Regions from separate parts of the Pan troglodytes genome. Here region 1 is linked to region 2. The links are chromatin contacts, called in public Hi-C maps. All regions are on one chromosome and are shown on one strand. The core of a region is the stretch at or near the end of the contact, and the rest is flanking DNA. Distances in the headings are between cores, read along the strand shown.

The links. Hi-C and Micro-C count contacts between places; a contact is called where the count stands out from the background.
Region 1: a Hi-C map of induced pluripotent stem cells shows a contact between it and region 2, with 2.6 times the contacts expected there. The contact joins two enhancer-like sites. A contact is called at or near these places in 3 of 7 Hi-C or Micro-C datasets (induced pluripotent stem cells and stem cell-derived neural progenitor cells).

What each region holds. Positions count from the first base shown.
Region 1 is chr12:11,744,600-11,748,579 of NHGRI_mPanTro3-v2.0_pri, forward strand. All of the region lies in intron 1 of LOC134807861 (a long non-coding RNA gene), which reads left to right. Among named protein-coding and RNA genes, the nearest start is that of BCL2L11, 360 kb to the right of the region's middle. Within about 2 kb of position 1,617, at least 5 of the 24 cell types and tissues checked have an H3K27ac peak or open chromatin away from gene starts, as enhancers often do. A contact at or near this core is called in induced pluripotent stem cells and stem cell-derived neural progenitor cells, where this site is marked.
Region 2 is chr12:11,520,857-11,524,524 of NHGRI_mPanTro3-v2.0_pri, forward strand. No RefSeq gene overlaps it. Among named protein-coding and RNA genes, the nearest start is that of MERTK, 190 kb to the left of the region's middle. Within about 2 kb of position 1,260, at least 8 of the 24 cell types and tissues checked have an H3K27ac peak or open chromatin away from gene starts, as enhancers often do. A contact at or near this core is called in induced pluripotent stem cells and stem cell-derived neural progenitor cells, where this site is marked.

The DNA of each region.
Region 1 (3,980 bases), core at 367-2,866, 220 kb after region 2:
GGGCACTTGAACAAAACAGGAATGTCACTGGAGAGGGGAACAAATGCTGTCCCCAAGTCCTTCCCTGCCCTTTAAAGCAACGCAGCCCCTGTCCGCACATCCTCACCCCCATCTGCCCTCTGCTTGCCAGAATTATCAGAATCTCTCAATTCTAATTTCAGCCATTCTCTGTGAAAATGAAAAGTTAGTGGCAGGCAATGGACACCCTATTGAAATAGAAATTGTTCTTCATATGTCAGAAAAGTCCCAGAGTAATCTGGGAGTAATCTGAGCAAACTGATTCAAAGGATTATTACAATTTCTTAGTCTTCTACTGCTGCAAAAGTGGCACTCTTTGATTCTCATGTTTGAGGTTCTAATTGCTACCTCATGCAGGACTTAGGAGAGATCAGCCATGCTGCTTACACTGTGTGTAGTGAATCAATGTTATTCTGAAGGGCCTCCTGGAAGCAGTAGGGATTGGAGAATGTATGTCTTTTAACATGATCATTCCCATCCTATGGGGGTTGGGCACTCTTAACTCATGTTGCAGATGAGTAAACTGAGGCTTTTGAGAGTTTGAGGGTGCACAGCTTGCTTGAGGCAGAGGTGGAATTCCCAGCTTCATCCAAGAAACCACGAATCTCCAATGGCTTGCACACATCCAGGTTTGCTGGATCCTATTTGCCAAGACCACATGCAGATTAGGAGCCTTCAAACAAATTATTTCCAAGGGAGGGCATCTTTCTCTGTAACCCCTACCCTGGCAATTCTCCATGGCCTCAGGGAGTCCAGCCGGAAGCGCTGCGATGAGTCCTGGGGAACTCTCTTGCCAAGGCAGGTGCTGTAGGTACTCATCTGGAAAAAGGCGCTCATGACAGGTGGTGCCAACCTTCCACGGATGCTTTTCAGCATCTCTTGGGATGAGGATATAGAATTTCTCTTTCACCCTGTAAATGTGGTAAATGAGGGAATAGAATTTCCAGCTTTAATTTTTCTGAATAGGATTCAAAAATGAAATTGTATAAAAAGGTATCCAGTGAAAAACACACACCCATCCCCATCTCCCATCCAGTTCCCTCCGTAACCCTTTTCTTAGTTTCTTATATGTCCTTTCAGAGTTTCTTTATGCAAATACAGCATAAGCAAAAAAGAATGGGCCTTTTTCTTTTCTTCCTTATTTCCCACAAAATCTATCAAAATGGGTTTTTTTTTGTTTTGTTTTGTTTGAGACAGGGTCTCACTCTGTTGCCCAGGCTGGAGTGCAGTGGCACGATCATGGTTCACTGCAGCCTCGACCTCCTCAGGCTCAGGTGATCCTCCCATCTCAGCCCTCTGAGTTGCTGGGACTACAAGCATGCATCACCAGGCCTGGCTAATTTTTCTATTTTTTGTAGGGACAGGGTTTTGCTGTGTTGCCCAGGCTGGTCTCAATCTCCTGGACACAAGCAATCTGCCTGCCTCAGCCTCATAATGTTTTTTTTAATGTTAAACCTCTTCTTGTGTTGAGAGGCCTGGCTTGTGTGTTTGAGCGCAGCTGCCTACCTTTGCAGCTGTAAATGTCAGGGCTCCAGAAGGGCTGGCTGGGTCTCCCCTCCTCCCCTGTTGGGTGGGTGGGGCCCTGAGCTTATCCAGGCATCCCCAGGGGAAGTGTGGATGGATGGGTGGATGGGCAGGCCCTGGCCTTTAGGGAATGCACTGTGTGTGGTCTTCCAGCCCCAGCAAAGTCTCAGGGGGCCCGAGCGGGAAGTCGCCATCCTCAGGGGGTCCGAGTGGGGAGTCGCCATCCTCACGGTCAGCCGTGGTTTCGAATTGAGCTCCCAGGGGCGGAGACTCCATTCCCCCGGGGAACAATCTGATAGCCAGAAATGAGAGCAGTGAGTGACTTGGACGCTGTGTGATTCAGGAGGGTCCCAGTCCCTCAGAGTCGCCTGGACACCAGATTGTATTTACAAAACAGATGGATGAGGAAATGGAGATTGGGTCTTCAAAAGAATTAACCTCAGATTTTATTTATTTATTTATTTTAAAATTTTTAATTTTTCCCAAGGACCCTTTCCAAGTCAACAATTGTTTTAAAAAGAAGCCTGGTGAAGGCAAATGCTGTCTGTGGCAGAAGGCACCGTGAGGAGCTGAGGCTGACTTATGTTTCCCCTCTGGGCTAGGTGCACCTCTAAGGAGTTCACACACTTTAACCCCCTTAGGAACCCTACATGATCATCCTCGTTTCTTAAAGAGGAAGCAGAGCCAGCAAACAAGTGGGGGAGCCACAGTTCCAGCCCAGGTATCACTGGGCCCTGCCTGCCCCAGCCGGCTCCTCGGGAGCACACAGCACCCCACGCGTATGCAGGGGACAGCTGTCCTCACAGGAACAGCCCTGGGACCTACAGGACTTCCTGGGGTTTACCCTCAGAGCACCCATGAGGTTAGAATCACAAAGCCCGGGAGTCAGGAGACACAGGGCAGCTGGAGGGAGGTCTTTACTGAGGCACAGCAGCCCCGTCTAGAGGCCTCCCTGAGAGGCACTTCCTGAGGAGTCTGGTGGATTTTGAGCTGCTTTTTAAACAACCTTCTCCTTAGCATAGACACTGACACTGAAGGGAAAGAAAGCAAATGGTCCGTTCTTAGTGGGAAGGCAACTTGCTTTCAGGGGAACGAGTCTGGGGGAAGAGGACTGGTAGAAGACACGACTAAGAAAGTGAGTAGGAGTCCAGACGTGTGTGATTCATCCTTTAGGGCCTCTGTGTGTGATGGGTTGACTTGTGTCTCCCAAAATTCACATGTGGACGTCCTTGCCCCTGGCAGCTCAGGCGTGACCTTATTTGGAAATAGTGCCATTGCCGATGTAATTAGTTCAAATGAGGTCAGCTGGAGTCGGGTGGGCCCCTCATCCCATACCACTGGTGTCCTTATAAGAAGGGGAAATTTCAAGACAGACACACACTCAGGGAGTACACCATGTGAAGACTGGACTTAAACAGCTACACCACCAGAAGCCGAGAGAGAGGCTGGAACATAGCCTTCCCTTTGGAGGTAGCCTGGCCCGGTGGGCACTGTGATCTCAGACTTCCAGCCTTCAGAACTGTGAGACAATATTTTATTGTTTAAGCCACTTATTTTTTGGTACTTTCTTACGGCAGCCCTAGCAGATGCTAATCCAGCGTGCGTCCTGACAGAGGTTGAAGGGGGCTCCTCAAGTCCCAGGTCCAGCTTGGTGTGGTTCAGCTACTCGAGAGACATCTGCTGCTAATGGATGAGCAGTCAACCTGGACGCAGGAAATCATTTTTTATTTGGGTGAATACAATATTCTCCTTTTGTTTTCACTTTTCCTAAAAGTTAAATCGAGGTTCAAAAGAAAATCGAGGTTCAAAAGAAAAATTTGGTCTTTACATGTGCTAAAAAGAAAAAAAACAAAAAGACTCATTTCATCTTTATATGGGATGGGATCCGTGCTCTGGTGGGCTACAGAGCGTGTCTCTGTGTGGGTCCCTGTACTCCGTGCGAGGTTGGCGGCCGAGCCACGGTTCCCATGTGAGCAGGACAGCACAGTCTCACCTCACACAGAGAACCTCGCCCGAACATGGAACTTTCACCCACGTTGCCATTTTCCCGCTCCCTTTCCCTCCTTTGAGGTTCACACTCGTCTCTCCAAATTAAAATTTACAAAGAGAGGAGATGGAGGCTCCCAAGTGGCCACAAAGTCACATTTTATGTGAGACCTTTTTGCCTCATTTGCTAGTTATTGAACAAAGGTGACTCTGAACCTAGCAGAAGCACGGGTTCAACACACAGTTCAGAAAAACAGGAACCATCAATTCATAAGAACTTCAAGAAAAAAATAGTTTAAAGAACTGAGAAGTTGCCACATTATAGTGAAAGAATGTTGGGTTTTGGAAATGACAAAAACGAGCAATCTTCACCTCGAAAATCCGGTGGAGTCAGTTACACAAGACATAACCGCACACAAACATGGCATTTCTGATAATATAATGGCATTTAC
Region 2 (3,668 bases), core at 10-2,509:
GCTAACTTTTTTGTATTTTTAGTAGAGATGGGGTTTCACCATGTTGGTCAGGCTGGTCTTGAACTCTTGACCTCAGGTGATCCACCTGCCTCGGCCTCCCAAAGTGCTGGGATTACAGGCGTGAGCCACCACGCCCAGCCTCTCTTCTTTAGTCCAGAAGATGGACTGTGTGAAGAAAGTCTCCACCCAGCCACTGTCCTGAGGGTTTATAAAAGTCCACCTCACCCTTACCAGCTCGAGTTCCTAAAAGGTGAGGAACTTTGTGGTGATAATTTTAACATTACAGTATCTATTCAGATAGGTAGAAAACTGACTTATTCTTTTTATTTTTTTATTTTTTATTTTTATTTTTTGAGATGTAGTCTTGCTCTGTCACCCAGGCTGGAGTACAGTGGCGCAATCTCAGCTCACTGCAACCTCCACCTCCCAAGTTCAAGCAATTCTCCTGCCTCAGCCTCCCAAGTAGCTGGGACTACAGGCACCGTATTAGCCAGGATGGTCTTGATCTCCTGACCTTGTGATCCACCCACCTCGGACTCCCAAAGTGCTGGGATTACAGGTGTGAGCCACCTCACCTGGCCTAAACTGCCTTATTTTAAAGCCTTTAGATTGTTATGTGTTTTGGGCATGTAATGCCTATTGAATGAATCTTATGTGTGGTGAGCATAATTATTTCAAAACATCTATGATCCAATAATTCTTTAATATTATCTCCTTGAACTTGCACACTGGCTGTCTATCACTCTTCAGGCAGAAAAGAAAGTAAATTTCTTCTTCTTCTTTAAACAAGTGGCTTCAGGATCACAGTAACATTTGTTGTAGGGCTGTGTGTGTGTGTGTGTGTGTGTGTGTGTGTGTGTCTATGTGTCTATCATGTTTTGATATTTAGATGCCTAGACTCAGAGCAGTAGCTCTGCTGGGGACTTAGTGAGTGATGGAATACTAGCAAATGGCCACACGTGGGTGTGCGTTCTCCACGTATGGATCAGAGACCTGGAGCACATGGAGGTTCTGCCAGCTCGCACACCAGCATTTAGCAAGCAGATGGTCCTGGCAATATTCGCAGCCATTGAAAATCATGTTTTCCAAGAATATTTAATGACGGAGAGAAATATGATCTAACGTGAAGTGAATTGCATCAAGACTCTGAACTGTGTACCCAGGATGGTCTGATGAGTCAGCTATAATAACCACAGGCAGGAAGTGGAGCCAACCAAACCCTGCTGACTCATTCCCATGGACGGGGAGAAGGGGAGGAAGCGCCTATAGAAGGTGCCCAGCCCTGGGAAGGTCAGTTAACGCCTGACTGACAGGGTCAGAAGAGGAGGAGGAGGAGCAGCGAGCCAGGCAAGAAAGGGGGTGAGGCTGCTGGGAACAGGACAGGGCAGCACCCCTGCAAAGGTCATCATGTGGACCATTTTCCCAGGTGCCAACCCCAAACTGTCCTACCCTTTTCACTAAAGGGTGTTGGCTGCCGAGCTCTTGTTTGGTAGTTCCTTGAGGGTCCCTTAAAGTCACGTCTACATGCTTTTTAAATTTTAATTTTACAGTACTATTTGAAAGGCAACTTGAATGTGGTCTAGTCCCATAACTAGAGGGTCGGCTGAAATGAATCTATGTGGCTTCAAAAATAAATTGCAAATGTATCTTTCGGTTGTCAACCCTAATAGTTATCAATAACTTGCTTTGGGAAAGATCTTTCATCTCTATGTATTTACTATGATTAGACTCTATTAATACTATTAATATTAATAATAATATTAATCTCTGTGGCCTTTGCAAACAGTGGTGTTTATTTATTTGTAGCTGTTGGTTCAGATAGAACTGAAAAGGAGGGAAAGTGGTTTATCTTAAGAAGGTGACGAGATGGAAAAGAACACCTTCTGGTTCTGAAGTGACCGCTTTCCACGTGCCATTTTCCCGGCCCTGCTGCCCTGTGACCTCTCCCAGGATCACTTAAGGAAAGAAAGAGGAGCTCAGACTTCCCTTCAGGGGCCTGACACCCTGGGGGCTTGGCTGCCACAGGAGTTTCTTGGCATTCAGGCTGGGGACATCCTAATTCTTGCACCTGAGAGGCCCTGTCTCTCTTCCTCCAACAGTTACTGATAGGCATCACGGGGTTGATTGGTGTGTGTCTAAGTTCCTTCCAAGGGAAAAGTTGTGCACATCCTTGTTAAGAGGAAAAGAAAAAAAAAAAGCTTGTTTTTTTTCAGGAGGTATACATGTTTATTGTTGAAAATGTGTATATTGACTCTCTGCTATGTATCTTCTTGTTTTTTTAAATTTTTACTTTGAAATAATTATAGACTTATATGAAGTTGTAAACGTAGTACAGAGAGGTCCTGGGTACCCTCCACCCAGGTTCCCCCATTGGTTATATCTTACATAATTGTAGTACAGTACCCAAACCAGGAACCTGGCTTTGGTATATTGTGTGTGTATAGTTTTATGACATTTTATTACATGTGGAGAGCACCGAAACCACTACCACAATCAGGACACAGAACTGATTCGTCGCCACAAAGGGACACTGCGCTTCCCCTCCGCAGTCACACCCCCTCCGCCCCCATCGTCCCCAACCCCCGGTAACCACTAATCTGTTCTCCGTGTCTATATTTTAGAAATGTTATATAAATGGAATCACACAGTATATGACCTTTTGAGGCTGGATTTTATTTAATTAATTTATTTATTTGAGACAGAGTCTGGCCCTGTTGCCCAGGCTGGAGTGCAGTGGCGTGATCTTGACTCACTGCAACCTCTGCCTCCTGGGTTAAAGCAACTCTAGTGCCTCAGTCTCCCAAGTAGCTGGGATTACAGGCATGTGCCACCACTCTTGGCTAATTTTTATATAGTATTTTCAGTAGAGATGGGGTTTCATCATGTTGGCCAGGCTGGTCTCAAACTCCTGGCCTCAAGTGATCTGCCTGCCTTGGCCTCCCAAAGTGCTTGAATTACAGGTGTGAGCCATCATGCCCAGCTGGAGACTGGGTTTTTTGTTTTTTTGTTTTTTTTTCACTCAGCAGGATTCCCTAGAGACCCATCCAAGTTGTGGCATGTATCAATAGTCCATTCTTTTTTTTGTTGCTGAGTAGTACTCCATGGTGGTCATTAATTTTATGTGCCAACTTGGCTAGGTCATGGTACCCAGATATTTGGTCATGCGTTATTCTGGATGTTTCTGTGAAAGTATTTTTTTTTTTTTTTTTGAGACAGAGTCTCTCTCTGTTGCCCAGGCTGGAGTGCAGTGGCGCAGTCTCGGCTCACTGCAAGCTGTGCCTCCGGGGTTCACACCATTCTCCTGCCTCAGCTTCCTGAGGTAGCTGGGACTACAGGCGCCCGCCACCACGCCTGGCTAATTTTTTTTGGTTTTTTGATTTTTTGTTTTTGAGACAGAGTCTGGCTCCGTCGCCCAGGCTGGAGTGCAGTAGTGCAATCTCGGCTCACTGCAAGCTCCGCCTCCTGGGTTCATGCCATTCTCCTGCCTCAGCCTCCCGAGTAGCTGGGACTACACGCGCCCGCCACTGCGCCAGGCTAATTTTTTGTATTTTTAGTAGAGACGGGGTTCCACCGTGTTAGGATGGTCTTGATCTCCTGACCTTGTGATCCGCCCGCCTCGGCCTCCCAAAGTGCTGGAATTACAGGCGTCAGCCACCGTGCCCAGCCCA